2 separate regions of the Capra hircus genome follow, and region 2 is linked to region 1. A link is a contact called in public Hi-C data. All regions are on one chromosome and are shown on one strand. The core of a region is the stretch at or near the end of the contact, and the rest is flanking DNA. Distances in the headings are between cores, read along the strand shown. Region 1 overlaps LYRM4 (LYR motif-containing protein 4). Region 2 overlaps FARS2 (phenylalanine--tRNA ligase, mitochondrial).

Region 1 (6,010 bases), core at 2,605-5,104:
ACACACAGCTTGCGAGTCACCCACAACTGGGAGTCTCCTCTGGAGGTGCTGGCGTGTCCACACACACGGTGGGGCAGACAGCTGTGGCCCAAGCCTGGCTCTCAGTGCCCGGCCTGCCCCGCCCACGAGAAGGGCTAGCAGCTGAGAGTCAGCAAGGGCTCGGGGAGGCTTCTGTGCATGAAGGCTGGCTGGCTTGTTCACAGGTATCCTAGAGTTATTGACATGCTTTTAAGTGATGGATGTTTTACTTGTAGGAAATCATTTACAGGAACGACCAGCTTAGTACTGTGATGAGCTCATAAGATGACCTATCCTCGAAATGGCTCATATGGCACGTGTGCGTGTGTGTTTGCACACATGCAGACACTCACATTGCACTTATATGATTTATCAGGTTTTTACATTTACAAATGTTTGTGTTTAATTTTAGGGGAACATTGACTCCAAATTTTCGCTCATCTCGTCGTGTCACTCTTCCAGTCATAGCTTAGGGGACAGGAGGGAGCTTATTTGAGCTCTGACCACTCACCAGTTGTATTCTGAGATCCAGGAAGCCCTCTGATGCCCTGATCTCCACAGCAGTGGAAGCCTTCGGGGCTGTGTTTATTCCCATGAGACATACCAAGATTTTTAGATTGCTTTTCCCACCACCCTCAGCACACCTGCTGATCCCTGAGATAGCCAGTACCCAAAGAGATCAGGCGAATCCGGCAGCTGAGGTGGGCCTTGCAGTTTCTGGTTCTCTCCTCCCTGCTCTGAAACCCAGCATCTAAGAGAGCTGCTGTGACTGGCTGTGTGACCTCGCTCAACCATGCCGTCCCTCCCTCGCCTCTGTCTCCGAGTCTGCGGTAATGAACCCCACACCGCCCCTGGTGTCTGCACCTGGGACCTGGGGGAACTAGTGAGCTGGGCGGCCGGCTGCTCCTCGTCCGGGTCTTGGACTGCAGGGCCTCTCGGAGGAAAGCTTGAGGTCAAGTGTGTCTTTGTGAGTGTGGTTTCTTTCAGGTCCTCACTTCATTATCCTTGCTTAATACATGCCCATAATATTGCTTCATATAAGCACATTAGTACCTGCTTCCCTGATATTGTACATATTAATGAAATTTCACTGAGTTGTCACGAAGCATTCAGGACTGCACATCTAACAGGAAGCTAAACTGGCAAACCACGGCTCACCCAGTGGTTTATCTGGGTCGGGAAGATCCCCTGGAGAAGGGAATGGCAGCCCACTCCAGTACTCTTGCCTGGAAAATTCCATGGACAGAGGAGCCTGGAGGGCTGGAGACCATAGGGGTCACAATAATGTCGGCACAGGACTTAGCAACTGAACAAATGGCTTATCTGAAATATTGTGTCATCCTGCCACCCTTAAAAGTGTAACAGTTAATACAAAGTTTCAAGTTTAAAGCAGAGTTTTGTTGTACCAAATAAGCATCATGTCAAAAAAATGAAATTTTGTTAAAGGATCTTTTCTAGATGATTTAAAAATTAAACTTAAGCTCCAGAAAAAAAAAATCCAAGACTCATATTTTAAAGTTGGAAATACAATATAAATGAGGTCGTCTTTACACTTACAGATTTAATTAGATTTAATTATATCTTCCATGTAAATGGAAAATGATTTTAAGTAAGAGGCTGTCATTTTCAATAATTATTGTTGGGAAAGTTAATTTGTTTGCTGTAAAGAGTGTGTGTGTGTACACACGTGTGTGCACATGAGTTCACGTGTATCTGTCTCCTCACTGGGTGAAGTTTCTTGTTTTCCTCAACCCTTCGGTCGTGTCCGACTGTGTGTGACCCCATGGACTGGAGCCCCCCAGGCTCCTCTGTCCATGGGATTCTTCGGGCAAGAATACTGGAGTGGGTAGCCATGCCCTCCTCCAGGGGATCTTCCCAATCCAGGGATCGAACCCATGTCTCCTGCGTTGCAGGCAGATTCCTTACCACTGGGCCACGAGGAAAGCCCCTTTCGGCGAATGTGAGAGGTTCTCTTTCCATAACCAATTAGTCTTCCTGTTTTTTCAGCCCAAGGGGATGTGTACCTGCGTCCAGGACCCTGCGTTTATCTTGTGTTCCAGGTGCTACCCATCGGTCATGCTAAGCGATCACTTACTCCTCCTTGCCGTTTTTACCAGCTCAGCGGCCTCAGATAATCACGGCATCTCACAGCTCTGCTTTTTCCTCACGGGTGAATGAGGGTGGTGGTGCCTGTCTCAAGGGGAGGACCTGAGCTGCAGGAAAACACACAGGCCTGGTCTTGGTTCCCCGCAAGGTCGAGTCCCCGCACGGATGGGCTTGAGAAGGGCCCTCAGCACTCCGCGCAGTCGCGCTCCTCCTCAACAGTGGCGGGGCCCTCGGGCTGGCGGCAGACAGGCGGCGGCCCTCCGCCGGCGCGAGCCCCGAACCCTCTGCAGGAGGCCGGCGTGGGCGCGGGGGGCGAGGCGCGTGGGCGCGGGGGGCGAGGCGCGTGGGCACGCAGGCGCACCGAGAACGTGCGCCGACACGGGAAGGGTCGGCACGTGGCGCCGTCTGCCGAGGGCCGAGGCGGTTGTGTGCGGGCGTTGACGGGGGCGGCGTCGTGTCCGGGTCGGAGGCCTGGTCCACACAGGGCAGGGGGTGGTGGTGGCAGGAATGGGAGGAGCCGGGAGAGCCGGAGGGCATTCAAGGAGCCAGCACGCGGCTCGGGGGCCCAGGAGGGACTCGCAGCCTCGGTGACGAAGCCCTGGCCGCGGCCGCGCGCCGGGCTGGTGCCAACTGCGCGCCTCCCGAGATCTGATGCTGTTTCCCACCAGCGTGCACCAAGAGGGGTGAGAGGAGGAGTGTTCGTGCGTTTCTCCTCCTTGGCAGCCCCCTCGCCTGTGCCCCCCGCCCCATGGTGACGAGGGTCGTACCGCTCTCCTGAGCCTGTTCCTCTGGGGGCAGGAGGGCCCGTCTGCGGCAGAGGAGCCCTGCCCGAGCCCTCGCCGCAGTCACAGCGCAGAGCCCAGGACAGACTGGCCGCGGGCGGCTGAGCTCCCCTCCTAATCTCTACGAGCTTCCTTCTCCTCTCCTGGAAAAAGAGAATCATCTTGTCTCCGCTTATCACGAGTGGATGTCCTTTCCTCTTCAAATAGAGACAAAGGCTGGTGGGGGGTGCGGCTTGAGGCTGGGCAGGAAGGGCCTGCCTCACAGGGCAGCTGCCGTGCTGGGCTGGCGACCACCGCGGCCCAGACAGCCCCACCTGGGCTCGACCCGGCAGGTGGCACTGCCCGCCGCCCACCTCACGAGGGCCACTTCCTCCCCTGGGCCTCCCCACCAGGCTGCTGATGCCTGGGCTGGGGCAGGGGGTCTCTGGGAAGGACAGGGGGGAAATCTGATTCCCTGTGTGAGAATTTCTTCCTTCTTGTAAACCTGACACATTTCTTACATACAAGCTGCTCTGTCCTCCTTGCCCGAGGCGGGCCAAGACCGCTGTCTCCTCCCCACACGTCGGTTCATGCGCCTAAACGGACACCAAGGGATGGGGGAGGCAGGGGACCCAGTGGAGGGCAGGGGGCCTGGACGGGGAGCCCCCAGCACACACATGGTCAGCCACTCCGGTGAGGCTGTCACACCAGACCTCTGCCCCCCGGCCCAAGCGTTTCTTCTTGTGGGACTGGAATGGTTCTTCTGGAGAAAGCAATCTGCTGTCAGGGGCTTGGGAATTCGGATTCAGAAGCTTGGAATTGGAGCTCAGCTGCCGGTGGAAAATACACTGTGAATGTTTTATTCAGCAATGCATATATAAGGTTGAGCAGAATGCAAACACATAAATCACTTAAACAATAGCCGTTAAAAGCTGCCTCCCAGCCTTTCAGAACGGCTGCCTGAGCACTCGCGAAGTCCTCTGTTGCCATCTGCTGCCGAAACGTGTTATTACACTGCCGGGTCTCACTGCTTCTCCTGGGCCTCCGTATTCACACCCTCAGGCACGGGGTTTCCTGGGGTGACACGTGTTTGAGGGTTGCAGGAGGGACTGCAGCACCTTTAGAACTCTGTGGGGACAGAGCAGAGACGACAGAGCCCGTGTCTTCGCTTGGCTTTGCACCGGGCCGAGGCCTCAGTGCTCAGGAGTCCCTGGAAGCACGGTGTCCTGTGACCGCTGCGGTCTGTCTCACCACCCATCACGCTCACCAGCATATTACCACCAAGAAACAGTGTCAGTGTCTCAGCAGTAACAGCCGCCCACAAGTCAGCACCGACTCCCGTGACCCCGGGCGGAGGCCCTTCGCTCCGCAGGAGTCGCTTCCCCCTCTAAGTCAGAGGTGAAGGTTACCGGGTCGGTGTTGGACCGCAGTCCAGGATGGCCCCTGCGTCCTGAGTGACACGCAGCAGCCAGCACCACGCAGGAGAGCTGCAGCACGGCCCTGGGGTCTCGGAGCGCTTGACGGTCTCATGTGCTGCCTCAGCCTCCCCGCGGGCCTTCTGGACCTGCAGGGGCACCGGCGAGGTCTCCCGTGCCCTGAGACAGTACACGGGGCGTCTCAGCTCCTCGAAGCCTCCCGGAGCTCTGGATGGAGACCCTGCCCAGAGACAGTATACAGGGCGTCTCAGCTCCTCGAAGTCTCACGGAGCGCTGGATGGGGAAGGCCGCCGGGGCAGCCACGCGGTGATCCAGGCTGGGGCAGGGATACTGGCAGCTGCGCAGTGATCCAGGCTCGGGCAGGGATACGGGCAGCTGTGCGGTGATTAGGTCTTGGGTAGGGATACAGCAGCTGTTGGGGCGCGGGATGCACGGCCGTGAGGCGGGAAGGCGCAGGGCCGCGACCGCGTACTCTTTCCAGGCTGAGTCGCTGCGGCGTCCCTGGCTCTTGACGTCGGGCGTGACTGTGAGCCCCGAAAGATGCTGTCGGTTAACATTATCTCTTTGAAGAACGGTGAGGTCATGGAGGGAAAGCCATGTTTCATATGGGCGGGGGGGGGGTTCCCTTTAACCGTTAACCTGCGGAAGGGAGAGTGGCGCGTTGGGTAGAACAGATGTGAGACTCTTCCTTTTAATAGAAAATGTGGAGCCGCGTGGACCCTGGGTCGCAGCCCCCTATCCCCCGTCTCTCCGGTTCCTGCAAAGGGCCTGGGCCCTGGACAGTCTTGTTTTCAGTCCCACAAATGTGGAAAATGGTCAGTTACTTTATATAAAGTATAGATTTTTCAGATATGAAAACTCTAGATGCAAAAACTGGGACGTTCGAAATAAAACTCCGGTAAGATACACATTACAAAGCTTACCATCTAAACTGTTTTTAAGTACACCATGTTAGATTTTTACAGGCTCTTATTGGCTGAACAAGAACCTAAGAAGCAAGGAAGCACCAGGCCTCACGTGCCCACAGGTACAAAGCCAGTTGACACACCAGGGGCTGTTCCGGAGCCAAGTCCACGGTCCTCGGAGGGCCTCAGCCACCAGCTCTGAATACCCGGAACAGCCTGGAGCCTTGCTGCCCTGGGGTGCTGAGCTCAGGAAACTTCAGGCAGGTGTCCTGCAAGACTGAAGCTTGTGTGGTTTGGATGTACATGTCATATGCATATAAATGCCCCTCCCCCCACAAATGTTTAAAATTTTGTCAAATTTTAAACTTTATTTTTTTTAATGTGTAATATTAAACATCGTTACATCAAAAGTATGAAAAAACCGTTAAAGAGGTACAGTTTTAAAATCAAACGTTCACTTTTACATAACACTCCTCAGCCGCCAGCTCTGGCTGTGGTTTCTGTAAATACAGCGTGACCTGTGCTGTGAATTGAACTTGGTTTCTGTAGCCTTACTTGGAAGTGTCTCGTTGATCCAAGCTGTAGCCGTGATGCGGTAGCCCTGTTTATAGAGTCGTGCTGATGGGGTGGGTTGGACTTTGCTTCTCCCCAGACCTCGCGCTGGGGCCAGGAGCCCGGATGAGTCAGAGCTCTCAGCTCGGCAGCTGCACCATAGAGAGTGGCCTCCCGCCAGCTCCCGCCACCCCAGACCTCTGTCCTCTCACCCTACAGTAGCAGAGACTTT
Region 2 (6,010 bases), core at 1,136-3,635, 150 kb before region 1:
GTGAACTCAAGAAAGAAACAGAAGGGAAAGAAAATCATCTCAGAACTGAACTCTAAATCACAAGATACACAAGGAATGATTCAGTGAAGACTTAACGAGAAGACCTGACGAGAAACAAGGAAATAACCAAGAAAATGACAAAGAGACAAAGAAGAATCCGAGAGGAGGCGGCAGGAATGGAAGACAGGCAAAGAAGAAATAACACGTATGTAACTGGAGTCGGCGAGAGGGAAAACAAAACAGGGAAGCAGAATACACGTGAACCAGGTGGAGAAGGACACGGCACCCACTCCAGCGTTCTTGCCTGGAGAATCCCAGAGACGGCGGAGCCTGGCGGGCTGCTGTCCATGGGGTCGCAGAGTCGGACACGACTGAAGCAACTCAGCAGCAGCAGCAGCAGCAGGTAAGACGGTACCTGAAGGACCAAATGAAAGACGCATCCCAGCAGAAGCATTAGACCTCAGCGATGAAAGAATCCTCAAGGTCTCCAGGCAAAAAGATCAAACGTCTTAGAAAGGCAAAGCCACCCACCTCGCATCAGACTTCCAAAACAGCATACAAACAAGGAATGGTGAAGCCACATATTCAAACAACTCAATTAAAAAAAAAAATACACGGACCAAGAATTTTACACTCAGCAACGCTGGGCTTTCAGTACCAGATCCATAGTAAGAGCTTTAAACATACGAAAGCCTAGGGAATGTCTTACTAACGAGCTCTTTTTTCTATATGTCACGACAAAATAGAAACAGTGTAACCCAAAAGTGGAAGAAGAGAGAGTGGCAGTGGAATAAACTCACTGGTTTAATGGCCGAAAACTCCATAGAAAAATGGGAGAAATGCATGACCGGATAATTCACCGAAAAAAAAAGAAAACGACCCTTAAACCTGTGAAAAGGGGTTCAGACAGAGAAGCGCAAACTGAGACAACACCGACACTTTGCTCTTCAGCTGCTGCCTGGTGGAGATTAAGAAGCAAGACAACGTTCTTTTGGTGAGGCCTGGGAAAAGATGAACTCTCACGCACTGCGGATGGAAGTGAAAACTCGTGGGACCATCCTGGAGGTAAATTTGGCAGTATCCAGCCCAACTACATTTGTATTCCTCTCCTGACCTAATTCTTCTACTTCTGGCTATTTACCCTGAATACACCTCCAGAATTAATATATGCCTAACAAGGTCTTCACCGTAGCATTATTTAAAATTACAAAGTACTGAAAAACAAAGAAATGTCCACACACAAAAAGAGAGAAGGTAAATAAACTATGGACTATGCATACAGTACTCCAATACTCTGGCCACCTGATGTGAAGAACTGACTCGCTGGAAAAAGACCCTGATGCTGGGAGGGATCAGGGGCAGGAGGAGAAGGGGACGACAGAGCGTGAGATGGTCGGAGGGCATCCCCGACTCAATGCGCACGAGTTTGAGTGAACTCCGGGAGTTGGTGATGGACAGGGAGGCCTGGCGTGTTGCAGTCCATGGGGTCTCAAATAGTCAGACACGACCGAGCGACTGAACTGACTGATCCATACAGTGGAGTACTTAAAAGACATACCATTAATTAAAATATGAGGATGACCACTCTGAAATGATATGTGGTCTATCATCAAATTCCACCCCTACTAGAACTATCAAGCCCCACTATGTAGAAAAAGCAATCTCACTATGGTACTTTTCATGCAAGAAAGAAGAGAAAATAATACAATATACATGAATCTGAGAATTCCCTGGCAGTCCAGTTGTTAGGACTCTGCGCTTTCACAGAGGGTCCAGGTTTGATCCCTGATTGGGGAACTAAGACCCCACAAGCTGCTTGGTGTGGCCAAAGTATATTTAAATAAATATATTCTATGTAAGTGACTATATATAATATCTATATAATGAACCTGTTCATTCGCATAAAACAAAAATAAACACACACCCCTGGAATGACGAAACAGAAATGAGACTGGCTGCCTACTAGAAAGCGGAATGGAGCAGACTGCAGGGTGAAAGGAACCGCGAAAGGCGGAGTGAAGAGGAGGTTGCGGGAAGGGGGCGGAGACAGGAGGGGCCCTTCTTTAAGGAAGATTGTTTATACAGTTCTGACTTTTGGAATCACATTAATATTTTACTGCTTTTAAAAAACTACTATCTACAGTGTCTAGGCAGAACAAAGAAAATACTCATACAATAAAGACTAAAGTTTGGAAAATTCTGAAAGAAGGAAAAGCAGTAATTCATGATACCATCCACATAATACAGCACAGGAGAGGAAAAAAAACCACACATGTCAACAAGTCAGCGCTTTCACGTTCAGAGGAAGTGGAACACTGGTGCTGGAAGGGGCACGAGAGAGCCGCCGAGCCACCCGGCAGCAAGGGGACAGACTCGGGAGCGGCGGAGACCCAGCGAAGCTGAGACCACTCAGCCGAGCGGTCACCACGCAGGGACGAAACCCCTGATTCCAGGGAGCTTGAAGTGGCTGCCTTTCACTCAGCTTTCTGTTTGAGAGACATCCACCGGCCATGAAACTAAATTAGATTCCCATTAACTGCACACGACAGGCTGTGCCATTTGTTTTTCCACTAGGATTTCCTCTATTCCTCTGACATTTTCTTAAGTGTCCTTTCAGAAGCCTCAGTGACCCAGAATACAAATTCCACCCCTACTAGAACTGCTTGCAGAAGCCAGGGCAGGTAGTTCACAAATGAGAAAAGAATAGGTGCCGGAAATTAATTCTAATCAGGTTTAAGAATAAAAATGGATTGCAAAAGCCAATTAAACTTGAAATTTAGAAAGCCAAAGGATTTTTGCAAAACGGCCCAGACTTCAAACATACATTTAAAACACAAATAAAAAGGCAAATGGTCAGAAGAGTAACACACATCTATGCAAAACCCGACGGGCAGCCAAGGATAAACGGGGCTTATAATGCCAGCAGAATTCCAGGCAGTTACTTAAGGCTGCTCCGTGGCTCCCAAGGCAGCCATGTTCCTGTTCAACCATTTAGAATTATGCATTGATCACTGGTTTAATCCATACAGTCCACATTGCATACTAATGAAACATCCCCCCGCCCCCGCCCTGCCCCCTCTGAATTCCTGGGCAGATGTAAGGAGCCTGTAACTGACTTTGCTGCTGCAGCGGTGTGGACCGCTCTTGGCTCAGTTACTGCTCGTTTACTAATTTGCCACCTTACTGCGGGCTTACCTTACTCCTTGAGGGGTTCATTCAATTCTCACAACCCTGTTCTTTCCCCCATTTCTTAGATAAGAAACTTGAGACTTTGAGAAGTTAACCGGCCACTGGTACACAGCAAGTGATGAACCGTGAACGGAAATCAAACTCTGGCCCCTGATCCCTTCTTCTGGGCTCCCCTCTTATTCCCCTGACAGCATACACATGATCGTCAACTTGGCTTGTGGTCAGAGGGCCTCCAGTCAGACGGATGGGATGAAGGAGTGGACGGAAGGCTTGAGCAGAGAGGAGCAGCGGTGGGCACCTTCCATGAAACAGTTGACGGTTTGTCCCAACCAAATCATTATTGTTGCACAAGGGCCAATCGATCCCTCAAAGAAGGAAAATTAAAAGTTTGCTTTTTGAGTATCCTCCAGTGTGCATGAGCTTCAGGGTGCCGGGCTATTTGAGGAGGCCCGCTCTGGAACCGCGCGTGAGCTACAGCGATGCTGCCCCAGTAACAGGGAGGCGCTGGGTGGTGGAGGCCACGTGGAGGTCGAGGGCACCACCGGGCACAGGGAGGCTGGTGAGCCTGTGGCTCCTATCACAACACCAGTGCTTGACACGGGGTATTTCAGCCTGCCCTCCTCATCCAAGGAAGGGAGAGAAGCAAAGGAAAAAGCAGGAGAAACGAGGAAAAGAAATGCTTCGAGAGCTTAGACAAAGCAATAACCCTCATGCAGGTGGGAAAGAGAAAGAGACGCTGCTCAAACCCAGAGGTGGTCAGAAGCCCTCCGGGAGGAAGAGACGTGGGTTAGTCACGCTGCTCATTGCACGAAACTCTGAAGGATGAGGACAGAGCACAGAAGAACCAAAATAACGCCCATGTGGCGGGGGCTCTGAACACACAAGGGCCCTCAAGGAACCCAAGGAGGACGCGCCAGGCACGTGGGATGCCCAAGGGCCCACGCTCACTGCATCTCAGCTGGACCGTGGTGCCGAGGAAACCACCCCACCTCTCCCGCTGCGGTACCTGAGCCCAGGGAACAGGCTGGGGGCTGGCCCCGTGCCACAGAGAGGAAAGAATCAGGCTCTTCAGGCCCACCTTGAATTAAAAACCAAAAAATGAGACGCACAGCCTCTCCTGATGGCTGCAGGTGCCACTAATGCCTCACAGTGACACCGTCCTCACCGCTCTCACCTGGAAACCGCCCCCCACCACCACGGCGCCGGGACCTTTGACCTCTGCCTGGCTCTCTCTGCTCAGTAAGCGTGGTCCATTCTCTTTATACAATGGCCCGCAAAACCAGCAAGACGCCCTCCACCCCGTCTCCTGCTGAGACTGCCCTTCTCTTCGCAGTTAGACTGGCCGCGCTTCCGTAGTTCTCTTCACGGCCTCCTCTCCTTCCTTCTGGTCGTTAAGTATTTCTGCTCTGCAGGCCTCTTTCCAGCTTGTACCCGTCTTGCTCTGCAGACTCTGCCTGAGATGGGCGCAGCCAAGCCACCACCCATGATGGAGCCTGCGTCTGCGTCTCCACCCCCAACACACAGACGCGCCTGCCTGCTGGACACGCGCGCCGGGAGAACTTCCACCCAAGCGTGTCCCAAGTCCACTAGCTCTCTGGACCCCACCCCAAACACCTCTCCTTCTGTGACCCCTGACTCTGGGAATGGTCCCAACGCGGCAGCCCAGGCATCCTTTCCAGCTATTTCCCCTTTTCCTTCACTTCCCCTCATGCAGCCACCAAACCGAGTAACGCCCGCCTTGCCCTTGGAGTCTCCCCTTTCCGATCTGCTGTCCCTGCTGTTTTGGGGGCTTTGAGCCGCCTTGGTTCTTAGATGATTATAAATAATCTCAAGACCAGTCTTGCCCTACCCTTCTCCATTTCCACCAGCTATTTGGCAGATTTTTCTAAACTGCTAAACCGATGACATCCTTTTTTTTTTTTTTTGCATTGGCTGTTTCTTTTTTAAATTTATTTTTAACTGGAGAAAAATTGCTTCATGATATTGTGCTGGTTTCTGCCAGACATCAGGGTGAATCAGCCGTAGGCATCCATGTGTCCCCTCCCTCTTGAGCCTCCCCCCACCTCCCAGCCCATCCCACCCCTCTAGGTTGTCACGGAGCACAGCGTGGGCTCTCCCTCTTGCACGTGGTGTGTATATGTCTCCATGCTGCTCTCTCAATTCGTCCCGGCCTCTCCTTCCCCCAGTGTCCAGGGTCTGTTCTGTGTCTGCGGATGCTATCCCTCGTATGCTTAAAAACTAAAGACTCCTCACTCTTTTTAAACTAATGCTCCAACTCCAAAAAGCTACACAGAAGGCCCTCCACCAACCGCTCACAGCTCTCTGTCCATCTCCCCTCCCCACTGCGCCCCTGGGCCCAGGCCGCTCCAGGACTCATCGCAGCCCGGGTCCTCCAGCCTTCCCATCTACTGCTGGCGCTCCCTGGAGCTCTGCGCCCGCCCCTCCTGGAGAGCGCCAAGCTCCTCTCTAAGATGCTATGGAAGCCTTCGCTGACTACTCAGGGATACAGGTTTCCTTCTGTGCCGTGGCCATGCCTGTCTCCCGGGGCCAGATGGTGTGGACCATCCAATTTACCTGCCTCTCTCACAAAGCTACACGAAGGCCAGGACCTTACAACAATCCTGTTTAGGAGGGGCTTCGCATGGCATCTGATCTATGCCCAGTTTGGCTCAACCCAAACCCGTCACGGACCAGAACAGCTCTGAGCCCCAGGCACAGGCCATTCATCTGGAGAGGGACAGATAAAGCCGGGATTCTGATGAATACAGTCTCCTCTACCTGGCAGCCCCGCTGCTTATTAATTCTTGGCTCACGGATGGAA

What was found. A called contact is a pair of places that touch in the nucleus more often than the background predicts.
Region 2: a Hi-C map of blood shows a contact between it and region 1, with 5 times the contacts expected there. The contact joins two enhancer-like sites. A contact is called at or near these places in 2 of 5 Hi-C or Micro-C datasets (blood and liver).

Annotation. Positions count from the first base shown.
Region 1 is chr23:16,131,760-16,137,769 of ARS1.2, reverse strand. All of the region lies in intron 2 of LYRM4 (LYR motif-containing protein 4), which reads left to right. Among named protein-coding and RNA genes, the nearest start is that of PPP1R3G, 27 kb to the right of the region's middle. Within about 2 kb of position 3,854, at least 2 of the 5 cell types and tissues checked have an H3K27ac peak or open chromatin away from gene starts, as enhancers often do.
Region 2 is chr23:16,279,471-16,285,480 of ARS1.2, reverse strand. All of the region lies in intron 3 of FARS2 (phenylalanine--tRNA ligase, mitochondrial), which reads right to left. Among named protein-coding and RNA genes, the nearest start is that of FARS2, 73 kb to the right of the region's middle. Within about 2 kb of position 2,385, at least 1 of the 5 cell types and tissues checked has an H3K27ac peak or open chromatin away from gene starts, as enhancers often do.